Linked DNA regions of Mus musculus: region 1 is linked to region 2. The links are chromatin contacts, called in public promoter capture Hi-C maps. All regions are on one chromosome and are shown on one strand. The core of a region is the stretch at or near the end of the contact, and the rest is flanking DNA. Distances in the headings are between cores, read along the strand shown.

Evidence for each region. Promoter capture Hi-C pulls out the DNA fragments that hold promoters and counts their contacts.
Region 1: a contact with region 2 is called in a promoter capture Hi-C map of neural stem cells. The contact joins the promoter of 6030498E09Rik here to the promoter of C1galt1c1 in region 2. A contact is called at or near these places in 6 of 39 promoter capture datasets (epiblast stem cells, frontonasal cranial neural crest, hippocampal neurons and 3 more), 4 of 484 Hi-C or Micro-C datasets (Sertoli cells, cerebral cortex, cortical neurons and 1 more) and 1 of 9 other capture datasets (adipose tissue).

What each region holds. Positions count from the first base shown.
Region 1 is chrX:38,768,703-38,775,875 of GRCm38.p6, reverse strand. 6030498E09Rik (RIKEN cDNA 6030498E09 gene) reads right to left here and starts at 3,096. Exons shown (of 4, transcript NM_183126.2): 1 at 3,018-3,096.
Region 2 is chrX:38,629,888-38,636,726 of GRCm38.p6, reverse strand. C1galt1c1 (C1GALT1-specific chaperone 1) reads left to right here and starts at 1,584. Exons shown (of 2, transcript NM_021550.3): 1 at 1,584-1,749; 2 at 4,604-5,944. The coding sequence starts at 4,610. The coding sequence ends at 5,560. Gm52440 (a long non-coding RNA gene) reads right to left here and starts at 1,439. Exons shown (of 2, transcript XR_003953098.1): 1 at 1,298-1,439. It also overlaps the pseudogene Gm18436.

The DNA.
Region 1 (7,173 bases), core at 1,847-4,346, 140 kb before region 2:
GGAAGACCACACAGCTAATTAATAACATTGGAGTAAATTTAAGCTAAGAAAACAAACTCTATTTTATATTTTTAGAAAACTAACTTATGCAAATAAATGTTTATCAAGAGGCTTCTGTATCCTGCTCTTTTCACAACAGCAAGAAAATAGATTTAGATGTCAATCAACAGATAAATGGACAATGAATATGTGATATGCACAGATATAGACATAGATAATGAAATTTTATTCAGCTATAAAGAAAAACAAGTTAGGAAAATTGCAGGAAAATGAATAGAACTAAAAAATATTACACAGAGGCACCCCAGTTTCAGAAAGACAAGAACCACATATTCTCTCTCATATGTGGATCCTAGATTATAATTTTTCTTTTTATTGAAAACAGATTTTTTTTCACATATGTATCCCTTCTTGCTACTCCTCTCCATCCCCTCCCACCTCCCCTCCCACCCACATCCACCCCCTTTCTGACTCTCATTGGAAAACAAACAGGCTTCTCAGGGGTGGGAATAAAATAAGATATAAAATAAAACAAAAATTAACTCAGTAGAGTCAAAACAAACAACTAGAAGGGAAAGGGCCTAAGAGAAGGCATGAGAAACAGCCCTGCTCACTCACACACTTGGGAATCCCATAAAAAACACTACACTGGAAGCACTAATATATTCGCAGGGAACCTGCTGCAGACCCCTGCATGCTCAGTGCATACTGCCTCAGTCTGTGAGTTCACATGAGCTTTGATCCTGTTGATTTAGAGGGCCTTGTCCCCTGGTGTCTTCCATCACCTCTGACTCTTTTACTCTTTCTGCCTCCACTTTTGTGAGGTTTCCTGAATCTTGGGGGGGGGGGGCGTTAATAGAAACATCCTATTTAAGGCTGAGTTTTCCAATCTCTCTCACTCTCTGTATAATGTTTGGCTGTGGGTCTCTCTATTTGTTCCCATCTGCTTCAGGAAGCCTAGCTTCTAATCTTCATATATGTCCATCCATGTAGGGGTGCATATGTGGAGAGGTCAAGAAACTAGAAAGGGACATGGGAGAGGGGAGAGAGGATATTTGAGGAATAGACAGGAAGGTAATGTGACTTTAAAAAGAGGAATAGTGTGAGTGGAAGGATTCGAGGGGGAAGGGAGAGGGGGGAGAATCCGCTGATGGATGAAAATGCCCTAAGGAAAGCTGTCCCTTTGCATGTCAATTAAATAATAAAAAATTTTTTTTTAATTTGAGAGCATTGTAGTTGGAATGTTATTGGTAGTCAAAGTAACCATGAGCAACAAATACATTTTAATCACTTTTTCAGATTTCTCTATTGTAGATTTTTGGGATTTTAAGAAGATGGGAAATTGGGTAATGTGCGAAAAGGACACCGGGTCAGGAGTTGCAAGTTTAACTCCATCCTCACTTCTAGCATTGAATGCCTACTGTGCTATCTAGTGGGACTACAAAATGCTGTGTTTGATACTGTTTGAGACGTGGAGAGATTTAATTATTTGTAATAAAGGATTTGGTATGGTCTGTTAATTAAAAAAAAGATGGGAAATATATCTAAATGTATTGTTTGCTGTTGTTGTTGTTGCTGCTGCTGCTGCTGCTGCTGCTGCTTCCTTTTCAGACAAAGTCTCTCTACACATCGCTGGCTTTCCTGAAATCCACTGTGTAGACCAGAGATTTGGCTGTCTTTGCCTCTCAAACTCTGGGATTAAAGGTGTGACTGCCATGGCCAGCCTCCAAATGTATATCTTGAGAACAGTATCATTGCGGTTGATTTGGTTTGCTTTTCCTTATAACTTTTATATTGAAATTTCAAACTGCATAGGCAAGAAGGTGTGAGCTTTTGTATGTAATCAAGAGGTAGCCAAAGGTTATCAATGCTGTTGCTGATTCTCTTTTCCAATATTTATACACATGGGGGGAGAGAGACAGAAAGACAAAGAGACAGCTAGAGATGCAGAGACTGACAGAGAAAGAGAGAGCTACAGATCTAAGCTGTAAAATTCCCAACTAGAGACCAGTGAGATGGCTCACTAAGTAAATGGAAGTGTAAGGACCTGAGCTGGCATCCCCCAAACCTATATTTAAAAGTATCTGTACAGGCTCCCACCAGCAGCTAATGGTGGTGCAGAGACCCACAGCCAAACATTACGTGCAGAGAGAGCCCAAATTGCCCTCCATCAGGTCCTTCTCCTTGGAGCACCACACCAGGAGAAAGCGGCCCATGAACATCAACTAAGCAGGGCTCATAGGGGCTCACAGAGACTGAAGTGGCACTCCCAGAGCCTGCAGGGGTCCGCACCAGATCCTCTACATATATGTTGGGGTTGGTAGCTTGGTGCTCTTGTGGGCTTCTCTCTGACTCTTTTGCTGCTTGAAGCACTGGAAAAACCACAGGCACCATCTTATACAGGAAGTGGGACCCAGCTTGATTCTCTCAGGCAACTGCTAGTGACACTTTGGCTAGAACCTGAGGCTATGATCTCCTTGCGTCTGGTTTTCAAATAAAGGCCTAAGGAAGCTTGAAGGGAAGCGATGAGATGAAGAAGTGATCGAGCAGAATCCCTTGAGTGTCACTCCGTACCAGGGCACACATAGAAGGCAGCAAGAAATGCTTCTCTCTTCCCCCATCCCTTTCACCCCGGGTGGAAAACAGACAGTGATAAGCCTCAGCCTCGTATCTGTCCCAGCGGGGAACTGTTTGCCATTCGCCTTTACATTACACTGGGGGTGGGGGGACCTGTTTTCCCATTGTAAACTCCCAGACCTGAGCTAGACTTCAGATAGGAAATCCTTCAAGCTGCCAAAGTCACCTACTATGCACATGGAAGGATGTAAGAGACCAGATACAGGAGTGACAAAGATGTGCTGCTCAGATCCCACTTTGTAGAACAACGTCCACTCAGCTGTGGGACAACATGGAGTTTTCCATTCCTTTCGGGTCTGTCTCAGTTGCAAAGAAGTGCCTCAGCTGAGCTCATGGCCCACCTCGGGTGGTCAGAATCCAATGACTGAACAAAGACTTACCCAAGACAGTTCTGATGAACCGTCCTTGCTCCACAGCCTGTTTGCTAAGCCGGCCAAGCTTCTTCCTCTGCTGGATCCTGCGTCCTTTCGGTTCTCTGGTGTTGAGTTCCTAGATAGCAACTGCTGTCTCAGCACCTGCTTCCTGACAAGCCCACTTGTAGGCACAGATAAGGCCTGTTCAGCGACAGAATCAAGTATGCTGGGAACGGAAAAGGGCACGTGATTTCAGCTTGAATGGTCCCCAGGTGGCAGAAGGTTGATTTACTCTGGCCACTGACACGGAGAACAACATAGCATTGTTCAGTATCCTGAAATCCTGAAAGCGAGGGAAAACCTGATAGCAAAAGGGCAAGGCAGCAAGGGAGATCATGTCCTTGGAAAGAAGTAGCCATCAATGTCATGGACGACTTAAATGAATTACAATGCGCCACTGTACTAAAATAAGTCATAGCTTTTCAAAAGGAAGAGATAAAAGTGCGTTTACTACATGAGAGAATGTCCAAAATATGTTGTCTGAATTTTATAAAGAAAATTCGGGGCTGGATTTTATTTGACATGACCCCCTTTCATAAAGTTAGCACAATATAATGACATTTTAAATACATTTGAATTCTAATAATAGGAAATAATATATTTTCAACCTGGCTTATGTACTATTGAATACTGCAAGTCTCCCTAAATTCAAATACCACCGTGGAGCTTGAAAGCTTGACAGCCAAGTGAATCATATGCTAGGTTTCTGCTTTTGCCACATGGTGGCACCACTTTAGCTGATAGACAGGAATTCTGGCCTTCCTTTGTCAAGACTGATCTGGAATAGGGCAAATTTCTACTTATGTGGAGCCCTTGGGAATACAGTTCTCACATGAAACGCAGTTGTCATGAATACTGACAAGCAGACTCTCTGGCGGGGGGAGGGGGGGAGTACCAAAGCTAACTGTGATTATTTCTGGAGAATTCAGAGAAAGATGCCGATAAACTGTCTCATACTTATGATTTATAATTTTAATTTTCTGCTTTTATATTCAGTAAAAAAATGTACAAAACAAAATTACTTCTGATTACACACACACACACACACACACACACACACACACTGCCTTCTTTGAATTCTTGGTTAAAAACTCCAAGATGCTTCAAATGCCAGAGAGATGACAGTGATGACAGCGAGCACACACTAGGTGGAGTAAGGGCATGGCATCCTCTGGTCATGCATCTTGGAGTGCTCCAAACATTAAGGAGCCGAAGCCAGAAGACTGCATGTCACAGCACTCTGACTCTGACTCTAACCCTAACCAAGTCTCTACTGCATCCAAGGTGTTGGTTTGCTCCAGGCTTCCTGTGCTCAGCACCCTCAAGCTCAGCAGGCAACCAGAAAACAGACACCCTCATCCTTGTTCCTCTTGTGAAGCTGGACCTTCCATCAGTCTCAGGGTAGGCAAAAACTTGGGGACAAACAGGACTATTAGAATTGATGAGCAGCCCCACAGTAGAGCTCAGAAATTCCATGGCACACTGGCCTCAGATGGATGAGGATGCTCAAAGAGCTAACAACAGCTGCTGTTAGTTGTTTTACAACAACACACTAACAAAGCTAAGCATAAACTAATTAGGTAGTTTGATGAAGATTTAGAGGACTAAAGGTGTGGCTCAGTGGTCAAGCACCATTCAAGCAAGAGTATAGGGTGGAGCCCCATCTCCAGCACTAAACAAAGGAGGAGGAGGAGGAAGGAAGGAAGGAAGGAAGGAAGGAAGGAAGGAAGGAAGGAAGGAAGGAAGGAAGGAAGGAAGGGAGGGAGGGAGGGAGGGAGGGAGGGAGGGAGGGGAAGGGAGGGAGGGAGGGAGGGAGGGAGGGAGGGAGGGAGGGAGGGAGGGAGGGATGGAGGGAGGGAGGAAAAGAAATTACACATAAGAAATCACACTTCATAGCTGAATAGTAGTGGTGCATGCCTTTAATCCCAGCACTTGGGAGGCAGAGGCAGGTGGATCTCTGAGTTTGAGGCCAACCTGATCTACAGAGCAAGTTGCAGGACAGTCAGGGCTACACAGAGAAACCCTGTCTTAGGGGAAAAAAAGACATAGAAAAAAATAAGAGAAAAAAAAAGAAACCACATTTCATTCCATGGTTTATTTCCTATTTCCTAGATTTAAAGAAAATGGGCGACATCTACTTGTAACTAACTGCTAATTAACTACCATAACAACCCCTAGAATATATTCATCTCATAAGGACTGATTGAATGCGCAATGACAGATTTCAAATACATATGTAGTAGCTTCCAGTTTGCCGCTGCTCTAGTTCCACATATATTTAAACTATCAAGATAAAATGCTTTTGGATGTCTTAAAGACACAATTCTGGTGAAGAGAGGGTGCTCTATCTTCTTTGCTCGATAGCATTCTTCTTTGCTCAATAGCATTGCAAATTATGTTCATATTTAGATTTTTAAATGTCAGCTTAAATTATGAATCCAGCAGAGAGGTTCTGCATATGTAGGCATGTGTGTACACGCGGACTGAGAAGCATGTGTGTGCAATGCATATGGAAAACTGGATAACTATATCAGCCCTCAGGAGCCCTCCATCTCACTGGCCTGAAACTTTATCAAGTAGGTCAGGCCACCTGGCCCACAAGTTTCCATGGCTCTCCACGTGTCTCTGTCTCACATCTCATCCCTGGGATTCAAGGTATGCATCCCTCTACCGAGCTTTCTACTAAACATTCTTTTTTTTTTTTGGCTGATCTTAGTCTTTATTGAAAGAAATGTGCATCATGTCAGTCCACTGTAGACAAGCTGTTAGTGACCTGGAGGAATTGATATGGTCCTGCTACTCCAGTCTAATACAACATGTGCTGGTTGCAGATACAGCATGGCCTATTAATGAATACAAAGCTGTAGTCTCTTCAAACACCATAGATACTCATCCAGTCTCCACACTTGGCCTTTCTTTCTTGTAGAGAGCTGACTCACTTTGGTCCCACCTGCCATCGTTGGCCCCCTTCTTTATGGCCAGGCAGCCAGTACTCACTTCACTTGTCTGAAATGCCTACCATTTGAAGTCAGTCATTTCTTTCCATCCTCCGGAAATACTGTTTCCTCAAATCTGTTTTTTTTTTCATTTTTTATTAGGTATTTAGCTCATTTACATTTCCAATGCTATACCAAAAGTCCCCCATAGCCACCCACCCCCACTCCCCTACCCACCCACTCCCCTTTTTTTTGGCCCTGGCGTTCCCCTGTACTGGGGCATATAAAGTTTGCGTGTCCAATGGGCCTCTCTTTCCAGTGATGGCCGCCTAGGCCATCTTTTGATACATATGCAGCTAGAGTCAAGAGCTCCGGGGTACTGGTTAGTTCATAATGTTGTTCCACCTATAGGGTTGCAGATCCCTTTAGCTTCTTGGGTACTTTCTCAAGCTCCTTCATTGGGGGCCCTGTGATCCATCCAATAGCCGACTGTGAGCATCCACTTCTATGTTTGCTAGGCCCAGGCATACTCTGACAAGAGACAGCTATATCAGGGTCCTTTCAGCATAATCTTGCTAGTGTATATAATGGTGTCAGCATTTGGAAGCTGATTATGGGATGGATCCCCGGATATGGCAGTCTCTACATGGTCCATCTTTTTATCTCAGCTCCAAACTTTGTCTCTGTACCTCCTTCCAAGGGTGTTTTGTTCCCACTTCTAAGGAGGGGCATAGTGTCCACACTTCAGTCTTCATTTTTCTTGAGTTTCATGTGTTTAGGAAATTGTATCTTATATCTTGGATATCCTAGGTTTTGGGCTAATATCCACTTATCAGTGAGTACATATTGTGTGAGTTCCTTTGTGAATGTGTTACCTCACTCAGGATGATGCTCTCCAGGTCCATCCATTTGGCTAGGAATTTCATAAATTCATTCTTTTTAATAGCTGAGTAGTACTCCATTGTGTAGATGTACCACATTTTCTGTATCCATTCCTCTGTTGAGGGGCATCTGGGTTCCTTCCAGCTTCTGGCTATTATAAATAAGGCTGCTATGAACATAGTGGAGCATGTGTCCTTCTTACCAGTTGGGGCATCTTCTGGATATATGCCCAGGAGAGGTATTGCTGGATCCTCCGGTAGTACTATATCCAGTTTTCTGAGGAACCGCCAGACTGATTTCCAGAG
Region 2 (6,839 bases), core at 335-2,834:
TTTTTGTTTGTTTGTTTGTTTGTGATATGGATAAATTGGATGCCAGCCGTGAAGAGGAAAAAGGAAAGGCACTTAATGCATAGCACAAAGACAAAGCCCTCTTCAAAGGCCTGCTGCAGAAAAACCAGGCCCGTGTAGAATATGTGCAGGACACAGACAGAACCACTCCATTTGTCTTTGCCTTGTAAACAGCACTGAACACTGGGAATGTGTTTAGCTCAAACACAAACATGCCACCCCCCAAAAAAAGAAAAGCAAGGTTTGTCAGGAATATGACACCCCGATTAAGATACTACTGCCAGAATAGTAATTTCTTGCAATCTAGATGTCATTACAAGACTTCCTGAACTTTCCATTGTACTTAAGGCATTGCCAGTCACCACTCAAATGTATGAGTTTCCAGGAATTCAGGCCCAAGTCACTTCTCGGTGTTCCCCGAACCAAATCTAGTGACAGAACCTTTTGAATAGCTATAAGGCTGGCCTTTAACTGCTAGTCCTTCTACCTTGGCCTCCCTAGTGTTGGCATTACAAGTGTGACCGAATAGCACCAGCTACAAAAGAGCACTTCAAGAGACTAGGTATGCCGGCTAGTGGTGGTGCATGCCTTTAACCCCAGCACTTTGGAGGCAGAGGCAGGTGGATTTCCGAGTTTGAGGCCAGCCTGGTCTACAGAATAATAATTTCTGTTAATAATAATAATAATAATGTGAGTTCCAGGACAGCCAGGGCTATACAGAGAAATCCTGTCTCGAAAAAACAAAAAACAAAACAAACAAAAAAAATGAGACTAGGTATTTATTGGGGGGTTCTGTAGTCCTACTTTGACCTGGAGTCTACACTCAACTCTGCATTTGACTTATTGGCTAGCCCTTTGAAAGCACCCCTTATCCTGTACTGGGCTTGGTTCTCCATCTGTATTTCTAACACTCATTAACTCCTCAAATATTTGCTTATTGCATCCTGGCACTATCTGCTAGCAATACAGGGTGGAATACACAGAACCAACATTTACTGAATGCTTACTTTACACTTCACCTTTTGCTAGGGGAGTTATGTACACTAACTGATAACCTGTGAGATATTTTCCAAACACAACAAAGGAAGGAACAGAGGCAGCGTGAAAATGAAGTCACTTCTCCAGGATAGCAAAGCACTTGGCTGAAGGATCACTTCTAGGCTATGTGGCTTCGAAACCTACCACCCGTGTAACCACAGCCAATTCTTGCTCCCCAAAGCGATGACAATTTCAATGACTTGCATTTTGGTTCCAGGCCAGGAATACTGGGAGGAATTACCTTCTTGTCACCACAAGGGTACCAACACATTAGAGTAGGTTAGAGGAATGATCTAGAAATCTACATCAGGTAAGCAGCAGCTCTCTTCCGCACTCCGGCAGTTTCCACGCCCGTAGGCAGACCGAGGAAGGGAGCGTGGGCGGGCCTTAAAACACGCACGCCCCTCGGGGCATCCCATTGGGTACAGCTGAGCATGTCGGGGCGGGCCCTTTCCGAGTCTCACGGAGCCCGCCCCCCACGCCGTTCCCAGCTCTCGCCCCGCCCCACCCCGCCCCGCCCCGCCCCCACCCTCGTCAGCTTCCTCTGTTGCTCCGTCATTAATGACACCAACGAGAGGATACCGCCTGCGTCTAGAGCAGCCTGGTTCCGAGCGTAACAGAGTGGGCCTTGGACCTCTCACGTCCAAGCCTCGTGAGGCAGCGCTTTCCTGCCCTGGAGCCGTTCTAGATGCGGTGAGTGCCAAAACCTCGGCCCCCACTTCAAGCACAACCCAGAGCTACTGCTTCCCTCCCTCCCCTGGGAAGGCCAGGGCCCTAGCCTGGGCCCTAGCCCGTTCCCAGCATGCTCCACTAGGGATGCCTTGGCAGGTGCGGCGGGAGGACCCAGCGGGAGTGGGGAAAGCAGCCTTCCGAGAGCTTCTCCCTTGGCCCTTCAGTGGGACACTGATATCCATCCTGGTACCCAGTCTCCATTTTGATCTCCATCCACTTTCTCCTTCTAAAAACAGAAAAAGAAAGAAAGTTTGTCGCAAAAACATACTTTCTGCTTTCTCTTGTGTGTGCGTTTTAAGTTCCCTCCTCTGTACAAAAATATCCCATCGTGCGGATTGTTGGTGTTACTTTTTTTTTTTTAATTCCTCAGCGGAGAAAAAAAAATGTTAGGATAATTTGTACAAATAATTTTGTGTAGAATTAGTAGACGTTTTGAGTTTTAATAGTATTTTTGCCGTTAGGAGGAAAAATTCTGGAAATTTTTGACACAAAATCATATGAAGGTACTTGTCTGGATTGTTGAGTATTGGCCAGAAATAATGATCATGTGATAAGAACTGCAATTATAACAAGTAATATAAAGGTGAACTTTACAATGCTGTTTTGAGGCATAGCTTTTCTGTTCTTTCTCCTTTCCTATGGGAAGTGTTTATTGACCAAGTTCTCTGGATTACAGAGGGAAACTACCATCTTGCCTTCCCCCACCCACTTCCCCACACACTCTTAGAAACTGCACCTGTCCTTCAAACAGCTGTCTTTGTGGTAAAAGTCAAAGTTCATTTCTTTTATAAGAAAACAATAGGAGCCAGAAGTGTTGCCACACACAAGTAATACCAGCACATGGACAAATGAAACGAGAGGATCACAAGTTCAAGATCAGCTGGAGATACATAGTGAAACCCTATCTCACATCTTAGAAAAGGGGACAGGAAGGGGGGAGACAGGGTCAGTGTAGTATCCTTGTAGCATTATGGGAAAATTTGGTGCAAGCATCAATTATGTTTACTAGATCCACATGTCGCGTTTATAGGTCACTTCTACCACTGATAGCCTTTGTGACTTTAGATCAGCTATTTAACCTTTATGGTTCTCCATTTCCCCATTTAAAAGAAGTCTTTGTGTGACACTAGAGGGGGTCCCAGCGTTGAGTATTAAGGTCAGATGGGGCAGACATTTGGTAGCCTGCTCTATCACTCTCCCCTTTATTCTTCCTGAACCAGGAAATATGTTGAAGGCCAGCAGGCCCCAATGAGCTCCTGCCTCCAACCCCACAGTGCTGGGGTTAGACATGGCTTCCTGCCTTGCCCAGCTTTTTATATGGGCACTGGGTATGGAACTCAGGTCCTCAGGAAACTCAGGTCCACCGAATCATCTTTCCAGCCCCATTTTTTTTAAATTGACACATAACTGGACATATTCTTTAAATGAGAGAAATGACCTCAGGTAACAGCTTCTAAGGTCCTTTTCAACCGTAAGAGACACCGTGGAAGTAGAAGGAGTCCAGTGAAACTTTGAAGAGTTGCAGAAGAGACTGGGGAACATTCAGTCTTGACGAGCAACAATGTAAACCATAATATTGTCAGCTGTTTTGTTTACATTGGCTCTCCTTCCACTTTCTAATTGAAATTAAAATACAGAAGGTTCCCCTCTCCTCCTTTTTATTTATTTTTTAACTTTCTCAAGGAATTAAGTATCTTTCGAGGAGCTAAAAATAGTCACAAATGTTCCCCAAATAATGCCTATATTGACTTCTTTCTCCAAACAACTTTCCATCGTGGGCTTTTATTACATCATTAATTGATATACTATGTAGTAAGACATTTAGTCTTAGGGGCAGAGTGTTAATTATAACATATGCTACTAACCACATGAAATGTGTTTTAGATTGCTTAAAATACCTCAGGACATTAACTACCAGTTAAATCAAGCAGTAGGTTGAAGGAGAAATTTGATACTGGTGGTGGTGGTGGTGGTGATCATCATCATGGTCGTCATGGTGGAGGAGGAGGTGGCAGTGGTGCTGGTGGTGATGGCTGCGGTGGTGGTGGCAGCAGCTGAGGCAGAAGTTGTGGTGGCTGTAGCTAAGGTATGGTGGTGAGAAACCTTTAATTCCAGCACTCAGGAGGCAGAGGCAAGTGGATCTCTGAGTTCAAGGCCAGCCTGGTCTACAGAGTGAGTTCCAGGACAGCCAGGGCAACACAAAGAAACCCTGGGCCAAAAAAAAAAGCCAAAAAATGAAAGAAAGAAAGAAAGAAAGAAAGAAAGAAAGAAAGAAAAGAAAGAAGGAAAGAAAGAAAAGAAAGGAAGAAAGAAAGAAAGGAAGGAAGAAAGAAAGAAAACGAAGAAAGAAAAGAGAAATTTGAGTTTAAATTGAGTATCTGTTCAACTTACAGGTCTGGATGTAGAAGCTCTTTTATAATTAGCCAGAAGTACTAACAGGGCAAGTTTGCCATACAAAATATTTAGAGAACGATGGAAAAACATTGTTTATCACATTAGTTTCTAGGCTAATGCTTTCACTTGCCACTTTGTTAAATAAATGATGGATAAAATTACTCCTCTACACATACATACACACACACACACACACACACACACACACTACAAATTCCAATCCTTGAATGAGTTTCTATAATGTTGCAGTTTCGACCCAATGCCAGTGGAAGGATACTGAGTACTTGTCACAGTATGCTTCTCACCTGATTTTAAGCATGTGGACCTTTGGTTTTTAAACATTAAGAACAAATGTAAGTATATGAGAAATAACCAAGTAAAATTATTAGACTATGTATTTGAAAAGTCTTTTTCTTTGCAGGAAAAAATGCTTTCAGAAAGCAGTTCCTTTTTGAAGGGTGTGATGCTTGGAAGCATCTTCTGTGCCTTGATCACTATGCTAGGCCACATTAGGATTGGAAACAGAATGCACCACCATGAGCATCACCATCTGCAAGCCCCTAACAAAGACGATATCTCGAAAATTTCAGAGGCTGAACGCATGGAGCTCAGTAAGAGTTTCCGGGTATACTGTATAGTTCTTGTAAAACCCAAAGATGTGAGTCTTTGGGCTGCAGTGAAGGAGACTTGGACCAAACACTGTGACAAAGCAGAATTCTTCAGTTCTGAAAATGTTAAAGTGTTTGAGTCAATTAATATGGACACAAATGACATGTGGTTGATGATGAGGAAAGCTTACAAATATGCTTATGATCAATACAGGGACCAATACAACTGGTTCTTCCTTGCACGCCCCACTACTTTCGCTGTTATTGAAAACCTCAAATATTTTTTGTTAAAAAAGGATCAATCCCAACCTTTCTATCTCGGACACACTGTAAAATCTGGAGACCTTGAATATGTGAGTGTGGATGGAGGAATTGTCTTAAGCATAGAATCAATGAAAAGACTCAACAGTCTTCTCAGTGTTCCTGAAAAGTGTCCTGAACAAGGAGGAATGATTTGGAAGATATCTGAAGATAAACAGCTGGCGGTCTGCCTGAAATACGCCGGAGTATTTGCAGAAAATGCCGAAGATGCCGATGGAAAAGATGTGTTTAATACCAAATCCGTTGGCCTTTTCATTAAAGAGGCAATGACTAACCAACCAAACCAGGTAGTAGAAGGCTGTTGCTCTGATATGGCTGTTACTTTCAATGGACTGACTCCTAATCAGATGCACGTGATGATGTATGGGGTGTACCGGCTTAGGGCATTTGGACATGTTTTCAATGATGCATTGGTTTTCTTACCTCCAAATGGTTCTGAGAATGACTGACAGAAAGCAAGAGCATGCATTTAGTAACTATATTACGACATGGTATCATTTTTAATTGATGACAGATCTAACATAGTAATATGATTCTTTTTCTTATCTTTTACCCATTGAAGTCTGCTTGTACAATGTCAAATGGAATGCTGTTTTTCCCTTATATCATTCCTGAGAAATTTAAATGTATTAAAAATAAATGTTTTAAAAATAGCAATTTTTCAAACACATATTTATAAGTATATTTATGTGATAAAGACTAAATTATAGACATTGTAATCTGTGGTGTATCTTTGCTTATTGGTTTTAAACTTATGTATCATTTTAGCTTTGTAATATATGTAAATGAGACCTCTAGAGAATTTGTGATTAAAGAATACTCGTAGCCCTGTGTTTCTATTACTTTTCTGTGGGAGCCTCCATGCTTGAGAAAGTTAGGAGCAGGGTCTCACTGTGTAATTCAGGCTGGCCTAGAACTGGCAGTTCTCCTTAGCCTCCTGAGTGCTAGTGTTAATGCTGTGTGCCACTGTGCTCAGTTGTTTCCTTTACTTTGTATTCTTTAAGGCATACCAGTGCCAAGGGATTTGCTCTCCCTAAATATACAACCGATTAAGAAAGTGTTCATTAACACTGTTAAGACTTCAATTGTTTCCTTGAGAGGAAGTGAAATTTATTTACATATGTTAAGCAATATTCCTGAAAGTTAATCAAGTAGCTTTCTTAGCATTTACAGTTTCCATTAACCCTGTACTTCAACATTCATATCATGCATTTGGAATGTGACTATAAAAAAAAGTCATGCCGGGCAGTGGTGGCGCACGCCTTTAATCCCAGCACTTGAGAGGCAGAGGCAGGCAGATTTCTGAGTTCGAGGCCAGCCTGATCTACAGAGGGAGTTCCAGGACAGCCAGGGCTACACAGAGAAACCCTGTCTCAAAAAAAAGTCATTTAACCACCACCCCCCCCACCAAACTCTGAGCTGTACCTTGGATTACATATATAATGTATTCATGCCTAGTGGATAGTGAGTTCTGTGCACATCACCTTTGAAATTTTGAAAAACTTGGTTCTGCTCATCTGAGTGATTCACTTACCTAAGCTAAATGTGGAGGCTTTTGTTGTTTTGGTTTTGGTTACTTTTGAAAGTTCTGAGATTTTCCCCAGAATCATGATTGTATCACACATAACTGGTTTGGTTTTGATTCCATTTATGGTGGGTAGACATTAACCTCACCATCTATGTTGGACTGCCATATCATCTGCTTACTTTCAAGTGACTACCTAAAAT